2 separate regions of the Lactuca sativa genome follow, and region 2 is linked to region 1. Evidence: chromatin contacts called from public Hi-C data. All regions are on one chromosome and are shown on one strand. Each heading gives the region's core, a stretch centred on a gene start, on an enhancer-like site or on the middle of the called end of the contact. The rest is flanking DNA. Distances are from core to core; before and after follow the strand shown.

What was found. A called contact is a pair of places that touch in the nucleus more often than the background predicts.
Region 2: a contact with region 1 is called in a Hi-C map of bud, with 7 times the contacts expected there. The contact joins the promoter of LOC111896981 here to the promoter of LOC111900691 in region 1. A contact is called at or near these places in 3 of 4 Hi-C or Micro-C datasets (bud, leaf and seed).

Annotation. Positions count from the first base shown.
Region 1 is chr1:86,962,193-86,966,414 of Lsat_Salinas_v11, forward strand. LOC111900691 (pumilio homolog 12) reads right to left here and starts at 2,580. Exons shown (of 7, transcript XM_042898368.2): 1 at 2,374-2,580; 2 at 316-1,272; 3 at 67-229. The coding sequence starts at 1,241.
Region 2 is chr1:87,142,635-87,146,326 of Lsat_Salinas_v11, forward strand. LOC111896981 (pyruvate kinase, cytosolic isozyme) reads left to right here and starts at 1,671. Exons shown (of 3, transcript XM_023892956.3): 1 at 1,671-2,080; 2 at 3,533-3,692. The coding sequence starts at 1,829.

The sequences.
Region 1 (4,222 bases), core at 1,330-3,829:
TATATATGTTCGGGATTAATTTTATATAACTTATAGTATATCAAGATTCAAAATTTATGTTATAACCTCGTTGAATTCGGGTTTTAAATACTGCAAGAATCGTTGAGCAACATGATTGCCATTCATGTTCTTCATCAACCCAATAATCCCGGGCTTCAAAGCGGAAACCACCATGGAACACTGCTCACGAGTTTTAAGAGTTTCAACCACCTTCTGAACAGCTCGAGTCCTACAAACAACAAAATCGATCATCATTCACTACAATAATCATAATTACGAAAGTTCTAAACAAATCCAAAAGAAAAGAAGACAAACCCATGCATATCACATGAAATCCTAACAAGATCTCCAGGCTTTCGAGTAATAACCCTAAGAATCTGCATATGTTGATGCTTGTCACAAACTTCTAGAAGCTTCTGAACAAGATAGTTTCCAAAAGGGTCAGTCATAAGCTCGACAACATGCACTATAACTTCTCGAAAAATGTTCTCAAGATCTTCCCTTGTCCCCTCGGAGAATTTCTTCTGTAAGGAACGACACCCTTGTTGATCTTTCGCCATGCAATATATTCTCTCACCAAAATCGTCAGATTTCACGATATTTGAAACCGGATCTTCACGTTCAAAGCTTCCAAACTTTAGCGACCCGAGTGGGTTCAACCCACGTGACCTCGTGAGTATCTTTTCGGGTCCCTTTTGGTTAGCATGGGTCATGAACCGGTTCAACGAAGGTGTAGGTTGGTGCATTGACCGAGGTTGACTCTCTAGATTCTTACAGAATTGGTGCATGTTCATCGGATGATAATTATATTCGTTTTCGAGGTTTCTCCATGTTAGATTGGACTGGGGATTGAAAAACAATTGTTGTTGATTTGGGATCATGGGAATTGCTACGAGTTGTTGACCATTAAAGTCAACGCCATTGAAGGGTGTTGAAGAAGGAGGTGGTGGTGAGAGCATGATTGGCCTATCTTTGATGCTTAGATCTTGAAAAACAGATGCGAATGATTGATCGTTTAAGCATTCTCCTTCGATGAATTGAACCCTTCTCACGTTTAACTTTTTGTCATTCAAAGTATCAAGAAATGTACCATTTTCAGGATTTGTGTAGAGATTTTTGGAGCTTTTGGAAGAATTAAAGACTCCAAATTCTTCGGTGTTTGGGGTGACAGTAGCTCGAGGTATCTCACCAAGAAGCTTATCGAATTCGTCAAACTCCAATTCGTGAACTCTTTCCGGCATTTTACAAGATAAATAAATAGTCCTTCGAGATCTAGTAAACAATAAAGATGGTAATCAGATAACATTTTATAGATTTCAAGAACGATATATATGGTTTGTATGATAAGATTTAGTATAATACGTTTTTTAAGACTTTATAAGAAGAGGAGGTAGTTAATGATGGATGATAACAACAATAATAATTCAAAATGTTAACATTTAAAAGGCAAAAGCAATCAATGTGATATGACATAAAGTTCCCTTTGGGTTAAGAGAAGGGGATTGTTGGTATGGGGGACCTACAGCTAGTACTTTAAAAGGGTCGTGCTATGACCTTAAAGAAAATGGGACTTGAAAAACTTAATTTCTTTGTCATCCAACCAAATAAACCTTAAACAATAAACATTTTAGTGTATGCAAAACCATAGTATAATCTTCCAAATCTTTTATAAACAATCTTAAGCTCATGATTCTAACATAGATGTATCATTTTCATTCTCCATTTTATGACTTACATCAAGTAAAATGACACATCATGATTTCATATATGTCAATCATCAAAAGAATGAAATGATTGTATAAATAATCAATCATTTCATTTGGTGATTGATATTCATGAATGTTAAGAGTGTAAGCATGTATTAACAGTGTACTTGTACTATTGTTCCTTTGGAGTCTCTACTTGCTAGATTTTAATAAAAATATTTAGAGGTACAAAAAAATAAACACATGAAATAATAGTAAAATGGGACCTACAAAACGAAATAAAGCATTAAATGACACTCACAAAACGAAAATACCAAACAAGATTTGACCTAATCCTTCACATAATAACATGCTTACGATGATACACTTCAGTGAAAAAATCCAAAATAAGGAATGAATGAATAAATAAAGCACATTGTCAAATTCACACAATAGAAAACAATTCAGATTGTATACAAGATCAACATCACAGATGGATCATTTCATCAGATGCATGAAAACCCAGAAAACCATAATCATAAAACACCGTCATAACCAACAAAAGATCAATCTTTATAAAGAAATTTCAATCATTTACAAGAAAGTTCATCAGAACATCCAAAACCCAGAACAGAAAACACAAATCTTTGATGAAATTGAGATTTGATTTCACGAAAAGAACACGTACCAGTGATGATCGACTGAGATCAAAAGGGGGAAAACAAAATGGGTCGTGAAATCTTGAAATTGTGGTGGTGAAATCGTGAAATGGGGATGGGAGTGTGGTGGTGAGATCAGGAGTAGAGGCGGCGTAATGATGGAGTAATATTCATAGGTGGTAGGAGTGAAGAGCAATGGGGGCCATGAAAAATAGCATTGCATATGATATGATGGGGTGATGGGTGAGGGGTTGTACGTAACATTTCACAAAAACAGAGCAAATGCAATTATACATGTCTACCCATCCCATGCACCCCTCTCACTTTTCCCTTTTTTTTTAACCTTGTTTAATTTGATTATAATTTTAAGAAATTAGTAAAATTATCAATAGATTGTCATATGTTTTGTTCTATATGTATCTCAATTAGAGGTCCCACATGGTTGGATCTAGTTAAATAACAAGTCAAGAAAATAATATTTTTACCTTTTTAGGCTAATCGTTGTTAATTGTTTATAGATAAAATTATGCCGATTGGTTTGTAAACATTTCATAACATAAAGTCATGTTTTGTAATAAATATGGTCCAACAAAAATCTTTTTTAAGGTTTTACATCATGAGTGTTATCAAATTTATATCAACTAATCAATCATAGCAAATAAATAAAAATTTAGACAAAGATCATTACAAGAGTATAAAAATTACATTCCAACTATCTTCCATGATGTTTCTGGCATGTTAACAATCATCTTCTAATCCTTTATACATGACATAATATAAAATACAATTACTTATTGTCTCGTAAGTTATATAAGTTTAGACACAAAAATACTTTCAATAGCTTTGCAAAACTATTTTCTTTACTTTTCAAAATCTTACACATAATTCTTTACCAATCATTCCAAAGGTTTTTTTTATTCTTTGCTATATTTTTAAATGTTTTTTCAAGCATTTTACTATACTTCTAAAAGCTTTTATGAGCTATATTATGTATTTTCCAAAAAATCTTTTCTGTATTTTTCAAAAGCTTTTACCAAAATTGTTTTATGTATTTTCTAAAATATTTTACAAAAACTTTTTTGTTAAAAGATTTTACTAAAACTCTTTTCTTTACATTCCAAAAAACTTTTACCATAACTCTTTACTTTACTTTAAAAATTATGTAAATAATATGTATGCAACATATATGCAATGCATGATCTAATTCTAGTGTTTTCCTGAGTTGCATATCACAAGAACAATTTGATAAGATGGACTTTTGAGAAAATGTTATTTATGATTTGTTAATATATTATAAGTTCTAATATATTAACATGAAATCATATTATTTAATTAGTATTGTCAAGTATTAATTTAGTGATCAAAAGAGACTAATTAAATGTAAGAGGATTGATTTGGTAAATCAATCATTCTTATGGTGTGAGCTTATGGTTATTTAGGATGGGCTAAACCAATATGGTAGTCCATGGAGGTTTTAACCCATGAATCCTAAGTAAGATGAAAAGTCATTCACATTTGGGTTTACATGGATGTAACCTTGATCCTAGCTACACTATATAAGAAGACCCTTAGCATCCAAAATGACACACTAGTGATCATTGGAGTTCCATGAGCTGATTTTGGTTGCAAGAATATTCTCTCAAAAGTCATCTTTTGTCCAAAGGTGTGTTGTGATTCCATTTGAGGTGCAACACTTGGGGCACTAAGTTCTTAAAGTCCAAATACAACAAGTTCTACAAGCTACATAAAGAGGTAAACTTCTAACTGGTATTTTATGTTGTTTGTGTCAATTGCATGCTAGTTGCAGACTTAATGCTTTGGAAACAATATTGCATGTATAATTAGAGAAAACATAGATCCAAAACATTTAGGTTGTAT
Region 2 (3,692 bases), core at 421-2,920, 180 kb after region 1:
TAAACTTGCTAAATTCTCATTAATGACCATTTTGTCCTTTTGGTCAATATTTGACAAAAACCAAATCTCTTATTTTCATGTTCTTATAGTTTCACTCACGGTCGATATGACTCATTATTGTTCATTTATTAATAAGGATCTCATACAACTATTTTTACTTTTATATTTTGATGATATTATACTGAGCACTTCATCTTCTGATCATTTGAGAATTATCTCAACTATGCTGGGCACTCAGTTTTCCATGATAGCACTTAGGGAGCTTAACTACTTCTTTGGTACCACTTACATTCGAGATCATCACAAAATGTTTTTATCGCAAAGAAAGTATGCCTTGGAAAGTTTGAAGAGATCCAACATGCTTAACTTCAATCCTGATCGTACCATCATACCTATTGATACATGCACAAAACTCCATAGTTTTGGCCTACATATTGATGTTTTGTCTTTATGTCACAACCTTGTAGGTGTTCTTTAATATCAAACTTTTACTCAATCGAATATTGCCTATGCAGTTCATCAAGCTTGCCTTTACATGTACAAACCTCATGAGGCACATTTTAGATTACTATGGTGCTGACTAGGTAGGTTTTCCGACCAATTGTCGATCCACGCCCGTTTATTGTGTTTTTATTGGTTAAAGTTTATTGTCCATGTCACCAAATGCAAGGCATCATCTCTCGATCTAGTGCTGAAATTGAGAACCGAGACGTTGTCAACATCGTTGTTGAAACGTGTTGGATTTGTAACCCACTTATGCTATAATTGTGTGTTGTTATAATGTTAGTGTTGCTTATCTCTTCAAAAACGTGTTTCAACATCAACATAAAGAACACATTGAGATTGACTTACACTTTGTTCGAGTTAAAGTTGCATTAGGACAAATTTGAGTGCTTTATGAACCATCATAGTCCCAATATGTTGATATTTACTAAAGGGTTACCTTCACCTCTATTTCTTGACTTTTAGTGTAGTTCAAACATTCGGCAGGAGCCTTCCCTTCCAACTGGAGGGATGTTAGTATACGGATGTTAGCATACTGTTAGTATATTTCGGGCATCTGTGTTTGTTGTTATCATTGAGAAGTTGTTGGGTTTGGAAGTTTTGTTGTTGTGAAAATTGTATTTGTAAGTATTGCGGTATGTGTAGTATAGGAAAAAAGAAAGGTATGAAAAAAATTATAGTAAAATGGTAATATTTATAGAAAGAAAAATGGTTTTACTTAATTTTTTTTTCTAATTTTTAGCCATCGTCCTTGGAAACTCACCCATATTTTCTACTTGACCGTTGCATTCCATGGTATATAGTATATACCACAACGGACCACAAACGTTGCACAATGACACCCTTCGGGTGGTCTGCAAGACCATAGCTTGGACCTGGCCATGAGACCTCTTTGTGCCCCATATACCCCCCATGACCTAATTTCATTGCCATACATGAGTGTTCTATCAAATAATTAAAACATAAAATGCTACAAATATTAGGTTGTAGTAGCTAATGATTGACACTTTACGAATTAGGGCAAAAGCTCTTCTTAATTACAAAGACAAGAAGGGAACCAAAAAGGTAAAAGATTTCGGTTGGGTCGATCACATCGTGGCATGAATCATCAAGCATGTGCCATTATTCATGAATAAACTAACTCTAGATACCCACCATCGACCCCATGGCTTTCATTCACTTTCACATCACTTTCATTTCGTCAGTCTCCACAAAACTTCCTTTATCTCCCATCCAAAAATCAGAGCTTTTTCATCTCAAATTTCCATTTGAGAACAGATCAGTCAACTTGATTTAATCTGATACCGATTAGATCGTAGCAAACATGGACCAGATGAAGACCGATCAGAGTCTGCAAGAAATTGGCGTGAGGAGGCCGAGAACTAAGATCGTTTGCACTTTGGGACCCGCTTCTAGATCTGTTACTATGGTCGAGAAACTGTTGAAAGCTGGAATGAACGTAGCTCGATTCAACTTCTCACATGGATCTTATGAGTATCATCAGGAAACGCTTGATAATCTCCAAACTGCCATGGATAACACCGGTATTCTCTGTGCAGTTATGCTCGATACCAAAGTACGTAATCTCTATTCTCTACTAGATCTCCACTAATCGATCGATTGTTTGCAATCTGTTTTTTGCATCATCTACACAGCAATGTCTAATTCTTCTAAGTGTTTATACATCTGATACAGATTTAATTTTGACTTCGGTGGTAAAATTGACTACTTCTGAATTCTGATATTGATTCGATCACCATTTTGTGTTCATATTAAGTCTAATCTAGTCCCCAATTTTGTTGGGATGTTGACTTTTTCATTATCATTTGATGCTATGTTTCGTTAATTAGATCTAATTAGAGCTATAAGCTCGTCCTTGGTCATGGCTACGCGATTTGTTTTCCATTCAGCCATGGCATCGATTGATGTCTGAATCTAGCAAACTCTCTGTTTATTAAGAGAATTTGTCAGTTTGTGTTTCTTCTAATGGAAAGTATACACAATAATTGAAACAAATAATGGAAAGTATAGACAATAATTGAAATAAATAACTAATCTTTTAGATATTCATCTTTTTATTGCATAATTTAGTAAATTTAGAAAGATTTGTATATTTGGTACTTGAACTATGATAATTTTATATCAATCATTACACACTAGATCTAGTTGAGATGCAATCTGATAGATCTGAAAAGGAAATAATTCACATGTATGAATCTAATTATCATTAATTGATCTATAAATCATGTATCGACATATAACTAAAATAGGTTATTTACAAACGGGAAGAGAGTTTTTGCTTGGTTTTATGTCATTGAACTTGTTAAAATATAATATAAATCAATAATAATAATTTTAAATTTCAATTAAAAATTAACTAACAAATAGTTTAAAATCTTAATAATTAATTGAAGCCAATAGGAATCATTTAACTTATGTTATTTTAAAGTACTGTACAATTAAAATTATTATGTATTTTATCTATATAACTTTTAATTTAATTTTCAATCAATATAACAATTGATAAATGGCAATTAAAATTATTATGTATTTTATCTATATAACTTTTAATTTAATTTTCAATCGATATAACAATTGATAAATGGTGTACTGTATATAATGATTAAAAATATGTTGCTTATTAAACTAAAGTTATATAAAATGTGAAATGTTAATATGATAAAACCCATAAACTTTGTATAGTTGACTGAATTGGAATGACTTTACAAAAGTCGATTGTTCAATCATTAACAAAAGGAAAAAAAATATACATAGACAATAAACATAAAAAAAGAAAACATGCATACTTTTGAAAAATCCTCGTATGATCTAAAGGAGATTTTTTAAACATTTAACTTTTCAAAGATCCATCCACATGAACTTTTTGCAGAATGAACTTGTGCTATTAAAGTTCGAACATTGAGATGTTATGATCTATGAACACCCTTTTATGGACCACATACCTTACTTGAACAACTTTAAAATTTTTTCTAAATTCCATATGCTCATATTTTTATAATATTCTCAGGGTCCAGAGATTAGAACCGGTTTTTTAAAAGATGGAAAACCAATCCAACTAAAACAAGGCGAAGAAATCACAATCTCTACCGATTACGACATTAAAGGCGACAACACCATGATTTGCATGAGCTACAAAAAGTTGGCTTATGATGTAAAACCAGGAATGG